Linked DNA regions of Rattus norvegicus: region 2 is linked to region 1. The links are chromatin contacts, called in public Hi-C maps. All regions are on one chromosome and are shown on one strand. Each heading gives the region's core, a stretch centred on a gene start, on an enhancer-like site or on the middle of the called end of the contact. The rest is flanking DNA. Distances are from core to core; before and after follow the strand shown. Region 1 overlaps Arid1a (AT-rich interaction domain 1A). Region 2 has its middle 61 kb from the start of Rps6ka1.

Region 1 (6,445 bases), core at 2,592-5,091:
GTTCTAGCTCTCAGGGGGCAGGGGCAGGTGGATCCCTGAGTTCAAGGACAGCCAGTTTTACACGGGGAATACAGGGTGCTGGAGGAAAAAAAAATGAAAGAAAATGACAAGACTTTAGCTTGTTTTGCTGGGACCGCCAAGGGCTTCCATGGCCTAGGTTTATCACTACCACTGGACTCTGCAGTACACTTTCCTCTCTCTGAGCTTAGCCTCTTAGGCGTCTAACTAACTGATAATGATGTGCTATAGGCAGATGGCTGCCCTTCTCTTCCTAGACATACTCAGAGCAGCAGAAATGGTTGGTTCTACACCTGACAAGCAGGCCAGTGATGCAGGAGGGGATGGGGTTCTTAACTCCCTGTAGGCTGAAACTAGATGTGCTGAAGTTACAGCGACGTGGGAAACCACCTGACTGGAACCCAGACCCAGGCCTCTGAAAACAGCTATCATGCTTACCTGATGAGCCCCTGGCTGTTTATTTTGTTGGGGAGTGAGTGGGTTGAAGCAGGGTCTCACTGTATAGCTCTGTGTGACCTAGAACTCACTATATAGACCAGGTTGGCCTTCAACGCAGAAATCCATCTGCCTCTCTGCCTCCTTCATTGCTGGTATTAAAGATGTGTGCCACTATACCCAGTACACATCAGTATTTTTAAAAATTGAATATTTAACAAAATGAAATGCAGAGCTGCAGTCAGCGTCATGGAGGAGGCAGCGCACTCCTACAGTCCCAGCGCTGTGAGCCTGGGCAGGTAGAGCTCTGTGGAGGCCAGCCTAGTATAATACAAAGTGATGCTAGGACAGCCAGGGCTGCACAGAGAAACCCTGGCTCAAAAAAACAAAGTTGGGGTCTATTGAGATGGCTCAGTGGTTAGGAGCACTGGTTGCTCTTCCAGAGGTTCTGGGTCCAATTTCCAGCACCCACTGGTGTTGATACTGTCTCTAACTCCAGCTCCAGGTGGGGTCCATTGATCACATGCCCTCTCCTGGTCCTGCAAGCACCTAACACATGTAGAACACTTGTACTTACAATCAAAACAGTCGTTTACATGAAGTAATTTTTAAATTTTAACATTAAAAAGACAACTTTGAAATAAAAATAATGACACAGCCAAATTGACCAAATCCAAAGTCTACATATCTCAGTGAGCTTCTGTACCGGTAGAACAACTGTCCTGGATCTGCAGCTTCACGGTGACGCTCACACCTTTACTATCATGCACAATTTTTACAAAAGAACAAGTAACTTCTGAGCTACCTGGGAGACCGAAGCAGGGGAATCTCAACAGCAGCTCAGGCTCTAGACCAGCTCTCTCAAAGGTAGAGGGTGGACAGAAGGGACTTGCAGCCGCCAGCATGTACAAAGGCCTAGACTTTAAGACGCTTATTTCAACCCTCTCTCCAGAAGTCCAGTTCTTCTACCACCACCAATGAGAAGATCACCAAATTGTATGAGTTGGGTGGTGAGCCCGAGAGGAAGATGTGGGTGGACCGGTACCTGGCCTTCACAGAGGAAAAGGCCATGGGCATGACAAATCTGCCTGCTGTTGGGAGGAAGCCTCTGGACCTCTATCGCCTCTATGTGTCTGTGAAGGAGATTGGTGGGCTGACTCAGGTAAGCACCAGACATTTGGCTTTTGAGAGTACCGTTTATCCCACAGGGTCATGTTCTGAGACACTTAAAACACGTGATGTCATGTCAGATGTTAGAAATGATCCACGTAAAGCTTCTGCAAGAGTCCAGACTATGGGAACCAGACTCTGTCTTCCAGGGAAATTGCTTATAGAGTTAGTTGCAGAGGAAGAAGTTAAATGATGGAAGCCTTCCTTTATACTGTGACTTCAGAGAAGAGTTCAGTCCTTACTGGAAATGCCACTGCCATACTTCACGGTCCGTTTCTGTTTAGCCAGAGAGGCTGACAAGTGAGGCTCACTCTGCCTTGTAGGCTTTCCTCTGTGATCTTTTCATTATTGTACAGACCAGAAACTCTTAGTGAGGGTGGGAGAGCCTGACAGCAAGAAACTTATTCCAAACCTTCTAAATCAGAAAAGGAAAACAGCTGTCACCAGCAGAAAAGAAAGTGATTGGAACGAAGCCAACTACTAATCATTTCTGAATCCCTTCTCCCTTCAGGCTTCCTTCCCCTCCCCCACAAAGGAAAACAAAACAGAATAGGGCACGTGCAGGCTGCCATGTAACTGGCGTGGGAAGCAGAGCCACATAGGGCGGCTGAGGTGACCCTGCGTGCATATCTGCTTTCCACTGCCATTTGGTCCTTGTTTCCTACTTGTGGGAAAGGGGGATTGGTTGCTTATAACTTGCCTTCTGATTGGTGGGGCTCTGAACTCACTGAGCATAGGATGAGATACAGAACAAAGCTTGTCCTCCAGTTCAAAAAGGAAATCTTACTTGCTGTTAAGTAGTTATATTCCAAAGACAGTAAGAATTCCTTTCTAAGTGAAGGCCCTGAGAAAGGCAAGACTGAGTCCTGAGCTTGTCTGACAGGTCAGTGAAAGATCATCCCAGTAGACGGGTCCGATGTTACAGGGTAGGAGATAATGTGCAGTTAAACACGACTGTTGCTAACTTTACAAACAACCAAAGCGATACTCTCCCCACCCAGTGCCACCTTGCAAAGTGTTGTGGTCACCTCCTTTCCGTGGAGGTTATCTAGAGCTTCTCTAAGCTCTGAAGATTGCAACTATCACTTCAAAGGTGTCATAGTCCAAAATGTTTGCTTGTACCAGTGTTCTCTGCACTAGAGGCATAAGCTGGCCCTGTGCTGAAGAATACACTATGGATCCAGACCTGTCTGTCTGCCACAGTACTAATTAGAAGAATATTTGGGAAATAGTCTTGGTCAGTATGTCCTGGGACTGAAACAAGGAGGCAGAACAGTGGACTGGCTGTCCTTAGGTTGACAGCCTCACACTGGTGGTGAAGAATCATGTAGAAATCATTAGCTTTAAGAAGTTAGAGGGTGAGGGTTAGAGCATCCAGACTAGGCACTGAGTTCTGTTCCAACGTCAGCCTTCTGCTTGTCCTGTCTTAAGAAGCAGCGCTGCTTGCAGTTACTTCAAACTGGAAGCTTCTTGCCAAGCTGGAAGCCTGGGTCAAGTGTACTATGACTCTTCTGGTGGTCTTTCAGGTCAACAAAAACAAAAAATGGCGGGAACTTGCAACCAACCTCAATGTGGGCACATCGAGCAGTGCCGCCAGCTCCTTGAAAAAGCAGTATATCCAGTGTCTCTATGCCTTTGAGTGCAAGATTGAGCGGGGAGAAGACCCTCCCCCTGATATCTTTGCAGCTGCTGATTCCAAGAAGTCCCAACCCAAGATCCAGCCTCCCTCTCCTGGTAAGAATGGCTGAGCACCCCACTGAGGTTGAGGGCACACTTCCCTAGGTAGTGGTGCCTCCCTCCCTTCCTCCAGGGAGCAGAGCAGATGCCAGGGGTGTGTGTTTTTACCCATCCACGTGGCTTGGCAGGTTGGCAGACTAAAGAGCGGTAGTGGCGACTCCCTTGGGAGGTGCCGTGCAGCAGCCTTAAGTTTTAACTTTCTCATTTTCCTGTTGTACGCCTGGCATTTTGCCAAATGTTTGTAAACTAGTGAGTGGGAGGGACACCAGAGGAGTGAGGGAAAACTGACAAATAGCAGTGTGGCTGGGCCATCTGGGAGCTTCGGCCTGCTGATGTCAGTGCCTTAGAATGCAGCTCAGAAGAGAGCTGTAAACTCCCGGGAGAGCTGGGATGGTAATGAATGGTTAGAGGGTAGAGAGGGAATATGAATGGGACTTCTCTGATGACAGGAGTGCTGCTTTACCCTCTGTTCTCAGAGGAGGCTGGGCCTAGGCTAGCATGGGAAAGAGGCCAGGGCCCTAGAAGGTAGGTGTAAACATATGTGCCCTGTCTTTGACCTCTGAGGGTGTGATGTGTGCCTGAGATGACTCATCAGCTTGGGAAGGCCTCAGAAGTGTGCTGTCTAATGCTAGAAACGAACGGTACCTAGTGGAAATGCTCATCACTGGGAGTTCTGTGCTCTTTAGAGGAATATTAGAAAGAACCTAAGGGTGACATTTTGCTGGGTGCCTGATAGAAACACTAGGCTCTGGCCATGTGACTCCGCTCTACACCCTGTACTTTGGGGGCTCTAATTAGTCATTCACTGCTCAGCATCGGGGGATGTTTAATAGGTTACACAGGTTCTTTGGAGAAAGAAAGCTAGGTAATCAGGAAGCTACCCAAGGCTTAAATGACCTGGTGCAAAATAACATCCGCCTCCTTTCTCCAAAGCAAGACTGCAGCCAACCCTTAAACATCAAAGTGGGGGGATGTTTCTTGGAGCTCAGGTGTGCAGCTCTTGTATGTGAACTGTTGTATGCCAGTGTTTTGTGTTTGATCAGGACATGCTTCCATAAGTGATAAGATCCAATCCCTTTACATCACTGACTCTGAAAGTCTCTCACAGAGGGATCCTGGGAAGGCAAACACAGTGTCAGTCCCAGCACTCTGGAAGCTGAAAGAAAGGATCCTTAGTTCCAAGCAGCCTGGGCTCCACAGTATGAGACCCTGTCTCAGAAGAGAGAAACAGACGCATACAAATGCATATGTGCATACACCCAGACTCTAAAGCATCCGTAATTTTATAGTTAGCTGCTCACCCTGCCTCTCTGTCCACAGCAGGATCAGGGTCTATGCAGGGGCCACAAACGCCTCAGTCAACCAGCAGTTCTATGGCAGAAGGAGGAGACCTGAAGCCACCAACTCCAGCATCCACACCACATAGTCAAATTCCCCCCTTACCAGGCATGAGGTAAGGCTCATGATCAGGAACTCTTGGGTGTGTCTGGGGGTAACCTGGGGTAACCTGAGGAGGGCAGTTCATGCCTATTCACTCCCCCACCCGTGGCTTCTATGGTTCTTGACTTATCTGAGGAATTGGTGTATGGGGGGCTTCATTAGTTTTCCTCACTCTGGAGCAGGAGCAACTCAGTTGGAATCCAGGATGCCTTTCCTGATGGAAGTGAGCCCACATTCCAGAAGCGGAATTCCATGACTCCAAACCCTGGGTACCAGCCCAGTATGAATACCTCTGACATGATGGGGCGCATGTCCTATGAGCCAAATAAGGATCCTTATGGCGGCATGAGGAAAGGTGACTGACTGCTGGGTGGTGCTGGCTTATGCCTGTGGAGTTTGAGTGGCTTGGTGGTAGTGCTGAGAGAGCCTCTGAAATGCTTCTGTGTGTCACCCTTCACCATACTCTTCCCTTCCCCCTGCCGGCCTTGTCCTCTTTCCTTTCTGGGATGATGCTAGAGGCTGAAGCAAGGGAGTCATTTACCTTAGGCAAGTTTCATCCCACTGAGCCCCACACACTTAGCCACCAAACTCTTATATATTTTTTCCTCCTCCTTTTCTCTTTCAACTTGCTTTACCTAGCCACTCTTTTTTTTTTTTTAAAGATTTATTTATTATATATAAATAGACTGTAGCTGTCTTCAGACACACCAGAAAAGAGCATCAGATCCCTTACAGATGGTTGTGAGCCACCATGTGGTTGCTGGGATTTGAACTCAGGACCTCTGGAAGAGCAGTCAGTGCTCTTAACCGCTGAGCCATCTCTCCAGCCCTTACCTAGCCACTCTTAAGACTTGGCATTCTCTATTTAACCTGTCAGGAAAGAAACAGGAAGACACCATGTTCTGTAGAGAGCCTGGAACCGTGTCGCAGGAATGTGTACATTGATGAGCCTGCCAACCTGCTGGTTTCCTCATTCACTGCCTTCCTTTTTGTACTCAGCTCCAGGAAGTGATCCCTTCATGTCCTCAGGGCAGGGTCCCAACGGCGGGATGGGTGACCCCTACAGCCGTGCTGCTGGCCCTGGGCTGGGTAATGTGGCTATGGGACCACGACAGCACTATCCCTATGGAGGTCCTTACGACAGAGTGAGGTAAGCCCCTGCCCATCCCACCCTGGATACCCTGAAGCTATACTTTGCTCAATTCTCTTCTCCAATCTTGTTTAGGACGGAGCCTGGAATTGGCCCTGAAGGAAATATGGGCACTGGAGCCCCTCAGCCAAATCTCATGCCTTCCACCCCAGACTCGGGGATGTATTCTCCTAGCCGCTACCCCCCGCAGCAGCAGCAGCAGCAGCAGCAGCAGCAGCAGCAGCAGCAGCAGCAGCAGCAGCGGTGAGTGACTCCTGCTTCCTCTGCCTGTGCTGCTCAGGTTTGTGATTCTCCACCATGACCCACTCCTTCTTCTGCAGACACGATTCCTATGGCAATCAGTTCTCCACCCAAGGCACCCCTTCCAGCAGTCCCTTCCCCAGCCAGCAGACCACAATGTATCAGCAGCAGCAGCAGCAGGTAAGGAAGCGAGTTTGGGGATATACCCACACCCATTGCCCCTGAAAGCCGTCTGTAAGCCACCCAGTGTAATCC
Region 2 (6,445 bases), core at 2,670-5,169, 140 kb before region 1:
TAGCTAGGAGGAGACTGTTTTCCACAGGCAGCCAGGACGGTCTCTTCTGAACCAGGACATAGCACCTCAAAGCCCACCCCATGGTGACACATTTCTCCCAGTAAGGCAACACCTCCTTTTTTTTTTTTTTTTTTTAGATTTATTTATTTTATTTATATGAGTACACTGTCACTGTCTTCAGACACACCAGAAGAGGGCGTCAGATCCCATTACAGATGGTTGTGAGCCACCATGTGGTTGCTGGGATTTGAACTCAGGACCTCTGGAAGAGCAGTCAGCGCTCTTAACCGCTGATCCATCTCTCCAGCCCATACATATTCATTCTTAACACTTTCTGGGCCTTGCTCACTTGTCATAAACATGTGTAGGCTGTGCATGTGACGTACCTGTTGTCCCAGATCTCTGGGGAGTTAGAGGGGTGAAAATTACGAGTTCTGAGCCAACCAGGTTTAGATGGTGAAACCAAGTCACAAACAACAAGAATCTCTCTTCCTGGCATCTATGACAGAGCAGAAGATTTTAATGTCCAGTAAGTCTAATCGGACTGACATAGGCCTGAGAGGCAGGAAAGGACTGACCTCAATTACATAGCAAGTTGGAGGCTAACCTGGGCTACATGAGAACCTGAGTCCAAACAAGGACACAAGTCTAGTGAATCAACCTGTTCATTTCAGGTTGTTATTATCAGTGCCTCTGTGTGTGTGTGTGTGTGTGTGTGTGTGTGTGTGTGTGTGTGTGTGTGTGTGTGTGTGTGCGTGTGTGTGTGTGTGTGTGTGTGTATGTATATATCCCAACACTCAGGAGGCAGAGACTTGTGGATTTCTGGGAGTTCAAGGCCAGCCTGGTCCATAGAAAAAGTTCCAAGACAGCCAGGGCTACACAGAAAAATCCTGTCTCAGAAAAACAAAAACGTCAGACTTTACCCAATGAGGTATCTTTGGGTATCCCACCTTCTTTTCTCTTTCTTAGGTTTCATTTGCTTGTTTGTTTTTCTTTTCTTTGTTTTTTAGAGTCAGGGCCTCACAATCTCACTATGTAGCTCTGGCTAGCCTGGAACTCATTGTGTAGACCAGGCTGGCCTCATTCTCATAGAGACCTGTCTGACTCCGCTCCCAAGCGCTGGGATTCTGGGATGGAGACACAAGCAATTCACACAACCCCCACCATGCCCTTCTCAAACTTCTTCCTCCCATGCCTCAGGGTCTTTCACTGAGCCGGGAACTCACTGACTAATTAATCAAGGTTTGTAAACGAATGAACTCCAGGGATCCACCGGTCTCTGGGCCTCCAGTACCAATGGGGACCAGAACTCAAGTCTTCAGGTTGTGAAGCAGGCACTTTAGCAAGCTGTATATTTTTATATGGCTGGCCTCAGGCTCACTGTGTAGCCAAGGATGACCTCCAACTCCCGATCCTCCTGCCTCCACCTCCCCAGAGGTAGGATTATGGTGTGTCACCACTGTGCCAGCTTGGCTGTACTCTTTTGAACGTTGAAAGCATTCATTAGCACACTCTGTCATAAGTGGGGTTTTGGAAGAGCAGCTCAGGGAGCACTGACTTGAGTGCCTTTAGTCTCTCAGAGTCCTTGGAGACTCCTACAGGAGTCCCTGTAGATCCATGATTTCTATGGTAATGGTAATTCTAGGAGTCACCACAAGAGGGGAAGAGGATTTCCCAAGGCCAGGGGGAAATGATAACATTTCCACTCTCCCGGCTTGGAAATTAGGATGTTAGAACCATGGCCCTTATTCAGTGTACCCATCAGTCCTGGGGACCCAGCCCAGGTCCTCTGCTAAGTCATCTCTCTGGTCCTATTTGCTGTTTCTTAGTAAAACAAGAACATATTGGAACTTAGATATCCTTCAGGGGTAACAAGTTCTAACCTCACTAGACACGTTAATATATTCAATAAAGGCAGTTTGGAGGGGTGTGGTTCAGCGGGAGAGGCCATGCTCAGGATGTGCAAATTCTCATGTACACGGGAAACACATGGATGCCGGATGGAAGGATGGACAGAAATCAGACAGCTGTGATGTCACTCACCTTTAGTTCTAGCTACGCAGGAAGATGACAACTGAGGTCAAGCACTCGGTCCGGGGCAACACAGCAAATCCCATCCATCTGACAACAAACAAAGCTGGGGGCATGGCTCTGTTGGGAGAGTGCTTGCCTAGCAGGCATGAAGGCCCGGGTTCCATCCCCGGCAGCACATAAAACCAAGTGTACTGGTGCACGCCTGTAACCCCAGCACTCGAGAGGCAGAGGCAGGCAATTCTCTGAGCTTAAGGGTAGCCTGGTCTACAAAGTAAGTTCCAGGGCAGCCAGGGCTATTACAAAAAAGAAGAAGGGGGAAGAGGAGGAAGAGGAGGAGGAGGGGAGGAGGAGGGGAGGAGGAAGAGGAGGAGGAGGAGAAGGAGGAGGAGGAAGAAGAGGAAGAAAGAGGGATGTGGGGCTGGAGAGATGGCTCAGAGGTTAAGAGTACTGACTGGGGGTTGGGGGTTGGGGATTTAGCTCAGCGGCAGAGCGCTTGCCTAGCAAGCGCAAGGCCCTGGGTTCGGTCCCCAGCTCCAAAAAAAAAAAAAAAAAAAAAGAGTTCCGACTGCTCTTCCAGAGGTCCTGAGTTCAAATCCCAGCAACCACATGGTGGCTCACAACCATCTGTTATGGGATCCGATGCCCTCTTCTGGTGTGTCTGAAGACAGCTACAGTGTACTCACATATAATTAATACATTTTTTTTTAAAAAAGAAAGATGGAGGAGATGAAGGATATTGAGTTCAAGATAATCCTCTGTGTTCTCTATATTGAATATTAAAACTGAAGAAACAGTCTCAATTACCTCAATTTCCTTGGGTCTGCAGAAACATAAGTTCAAAATCCATGAACCAGCCTGTGTTTGCTTGCTTTTCTCTTCGTTTTTGTTTTTGTTTTGTTTTGTTTTGTTTTTGAGACAGGATCTCATGTAGCCTAGGCTGGGCTGGAAGTATGTAGCCCAGGATAACCTTGCACTTTGGATCCTCAAGCCTCATCTTCTCTTTATCTTTTTTTTTTTTTTCTTTTTTTCGGAGCTGGGGACCGAACCCAGGGCCTTGCACTTGCTAGGCAAGTGCTCTACCGCTGAGCTAAATCCCCAACCCCTTCTCTTTATCTTTAAAAATAAACTGTTTGCCCAATCTGGGGTTGGGGGTCAGTAGGATCAGGGGTCAGCAGAGCTAACACAGTCCTGTACACACTTCGTCAAGTTTAGTGTAAGCGGTGGTAAACAGTTTGTTCAAGAGAATTTTTTAAAAAAATTATCTATTTATTCTATATAAGTGTCTTCAGCCACACCAGATCCCATTACAGATGGTTGTGAGCCACCATGTGGTTGCTGGGAATTGAACTCAGGTCCTCTGGAAGAGCGGTCAGTGCTCTTTTTTTTTTTTTTTTTTTTTTTTTTTTTTTTTTTTTTTCTTTTTTTTTCCGGAGCTGGGAATCGAACCCAGGGCCTTGCGCTTCCTAGGCAAGCGCTCTACCACTGAGCCAAATCCCCAACCCATGTCAGTGCTCTTCTTAACCGCTGAGCCATCTCTCCAGCCCCTAACAAGCTCTTAATAATAGCACTTCCCCTCTGCCTTCCTGTGGAAAGCCTTGTGACATCAGTTCTTTATTCTTTTTTTTTTTTTTTTTTGGTTCTTTTTTTCGGAGCTGGGGACCGAACCCAGGGCCTTGCGCTTGCTAGGCAAGCGCTCTACCACTGACCTAAATCCCCAACCCCTCAGTTCTCTATTCTTGACATTTATTTCATAGTTTTATTTGGACTATTCATTCTATTTCTTTTCCTGACATACAGGAAACCTTTCAGTTACAATCCCTGTGTGTACGTAGCACCGTCTGTGCGGAAGTCAGAGGGCAACCAGTGGGCGTTGGTGCGATCCACCCACGTGGGTCGCGGGGATTGAACTCAGTTCTTAGGCTTGCCAGAAAGTGCCTTTACACACTGAGGCATCTCACCGACCCACGTTCCATTTTTATGAGTACCTCTGTTCATATAACAAACCAGTAAACCGTTGAAAGGGAGGGGGCGGACAGACAGAGAGACAGGCAGGTGGGTGGGCGGGCAGACAGACAGACAGGAAATAGGAGAGAAAGAGGCAGAAAGGTTTTGACTACATCAAAACCCTTCCCTTAGATGGGCGCTTTCGTCCCTATTTCCCTGCTGTTCTCCTTTTGACCAACAGGTGGCAGGCTAATCCCACAACAGGCGATCATGACTTTATTTAATCGCAATGAGAAGAAAATTGCTTCTTTTCCCACACGTATTTCTTTCCCCAGATAAACAGCGCGGTGAGCATCTGCCTGCTTATCAAGGAAGTGAGTCCCGTAAGAAGGTCGCTTTTCAGGCGAGGGACACGAGGGTCGCCAACACCGACTCTGAGCTTCGGGTTACAACACTGCAGATAAGCAAGTCCCTTAGAAAGGAGCCAAGGTTGCTTTAAAGTTCATTGTTAAAAATTCCACATAATCTACATTTCCCCAGTTAATAATCATAAAAAGTTTATAACCAGAAGTCACGGAGGCCCTTCTGTTGTAATTGCTAGGGTTTCAGAGTTAATGGAACACCCTTCTCACGGAGGAAAAGTTTTGGAAGCTAGCCCCCTTCCAGAAGCCCTCTACCCACCCTCCATGAGCTGCTCTCCCTCAGGAATCGCTTCCCAGCCCCTCACAAAATTGCCAGGGTAATTGACTCTTCCTGGGATGAGTTTGACTTCCCACCCTGATTTGGTAACAGACTTTGTTTTGGCGAGGTGAGGCTCTTTGTTTGCAAATGCACAATAAAAATGGCTTTTGAGTGACTTCAGAGGACGCTTTCTGGTGCCAATAGCAGATTCCAAAGCAGCTATTATCCCCGACGTGGGGGATCGGGTCCCTCGAGACTGTTTAAGTATCGGTTTTCAAAGTGCTTGGAACCTGCAATGTCTTCTGTGGTATATTTGCAGGTGCATAGTTGGCCCGGTGCTCCCGGATTGTAAAGGCCGCCTTGCTGTGGTAGCCGTAGACAGATTGAGCCTCTTGCTAAAATTGAGGGCTGCAATTCCGATAACAAATCTGATTCTAACTCTCCCGTGTCACTTCAGCCCAAAGGTGCCTTTGTCTCCCAAGAAAAAGAGGGTCGAAGTGAGTGAATGGCCCTTCAGCAGAGCCATGTGGAAAACATTGCCGAGGGACACTTTTGTCCTGAGAGTGGAGGTTTAGGGCTGGTGTGTGTGAAGTGAGTTTTCTTTGTTCGCGGCCAACCTGCCTGAATGCGTGCGAGGCGGCGGAGGTGACGGCAAAACGCTTTAAAAGTGGCCTGCAGTGGGAAACTCGGAGCGCACAATGGCGTTATTTTTGTTAGACATAATTCTCCCACCTCGCCTTTTTATTGCAGGAACCAAAATAAGTCCGGATAAAGCTTTAAAAGGCTGCCTTGATGTTGGAAGGAAAATGGATATTGTCTCTCCCCACAGTGTCTGAATGGTGCACAAAATCCTAGCTATATCCAGATAAGAACGCGCCCCGCCCTGAGAAACCTTTCTCTGGATGGGAGAGCACCAGGCAGTTCAGGGAGGGGCCGGAGGGTGTCAGCCCATCTTATTGAAACTTTTAAAATCTAAAGAGGAGGCTCCCCTGCTCTTCACACTTCGGTTATGTGAAGTAGTAACATTCCGGCCCCCTTACCCCTCGCATCCCCCACCTCCGGCATTTGATCACTTGATGGCACTCAAGAAGACTCCGGCTTTCATCATCGCAAACCCCCAGGCTGTAGACTGGGGAGAGGAAAGGGGCGGAGCTCTCTTCCTAAATTGCTCAATTTAGGAGAGCAGGGAGCCAGGGAGCTCCTTCTAAGACTACGTTTGTTTGTTTGTGTTTGTTTTTTCAAGACGAGGTTTCTCTGCATAGCCCGGGCCATCCTGGAACTTGCTTTGTAGACCAGGCTAGCCTCAAATGCAGAGATCCTCTTGCCTCTGCCTCCCATGTGCCGGGATAAACTTGGTGAGCCAGAGAGACCACAATCGGGAAGGTTTTAGTGAAAGGTGTCTCAGGATAGCCGGATGTGGGAGGATGTGGGCGCCACATTCAAATCCGAACGGAGCCTCTCAAAGAAAGCTCTAATCGGCTCGCCTTCCCGGCATCAGCTGCCAGGTTGGAACATTTGCTTGTTTGTGTTCTAGGCAGGAGAAACTGCTAATTATGGGAGCAATTGCCATGGATCCAGAGGAGAATGATCCAAGCCCTGATCAGGATGGGGGACAGGGGTTGGCTCAACGTTTAAGAACAGCTGTTGAGGGGCTGGAGAGGTGGCGCAGTGGTTAAGAGCTCTGGTTGTTCTTCCAGAGGTCCTGAGTTCAATTCTCAGCAACCACATGGTGGCTCACAGTCATCTGTAATGGGATCCGATGCCCTCTTCTGGTGTGTCAGCAACA

What was found. Hi-C and Micro-C count contacts between places; a contact is called where the count stands out from the background.
Region 2: a Hi-C map of Schwann cells shows a contact between it and region 1, with 1.8 times the contacts expected there. The contact joins two enhancer-like sites.

What each region holds. Positions count from the first base shown.
Region 1 is chr5:151,199,402-151,205,846 of GRCr8, reverse strand. Arid1a (AT-rich interaction domain 1A) reads left to right here. Exons shown (of 20, transcript NM_001401279.1): 11 at 1,406-1,615; 12 at 3,150-3,357; 13 at 4,681-4,813; 14 at 4,983-5,155; 15 at 5,800-5,950; 16 at 6,026-6,193; 17 at 6,271-6,370. Among named protein-coding and RNA genes, the nearest start is that of Pigv, 17 kb to the right of the region's middle. Within about 2 kb of position 3,841, at least 23 of the 93 cell types and tissues checked have an H3K27ac peak or open chromatin away from gene starts, as enhancers often do. A contact at or near this core is called in Schwann cells, where this site is marked.
Region 2 is chr5:151,337,970-151,344,414 of GRCr8, reverse strand. No RefSeq gene overlaps it. Among named protein-coding and RNA genes, the nearest start is that of Rps6ka1, 61 kb to the left of the region's middle. Within about 2 kb of position 3,919, at least 10 of the 93 cell types and tissues checked have an H3K27ac peak or open chromatin away from gene starts, as enhancers often do. A contact at or near this core is called in Schwann cells, where this site is marked.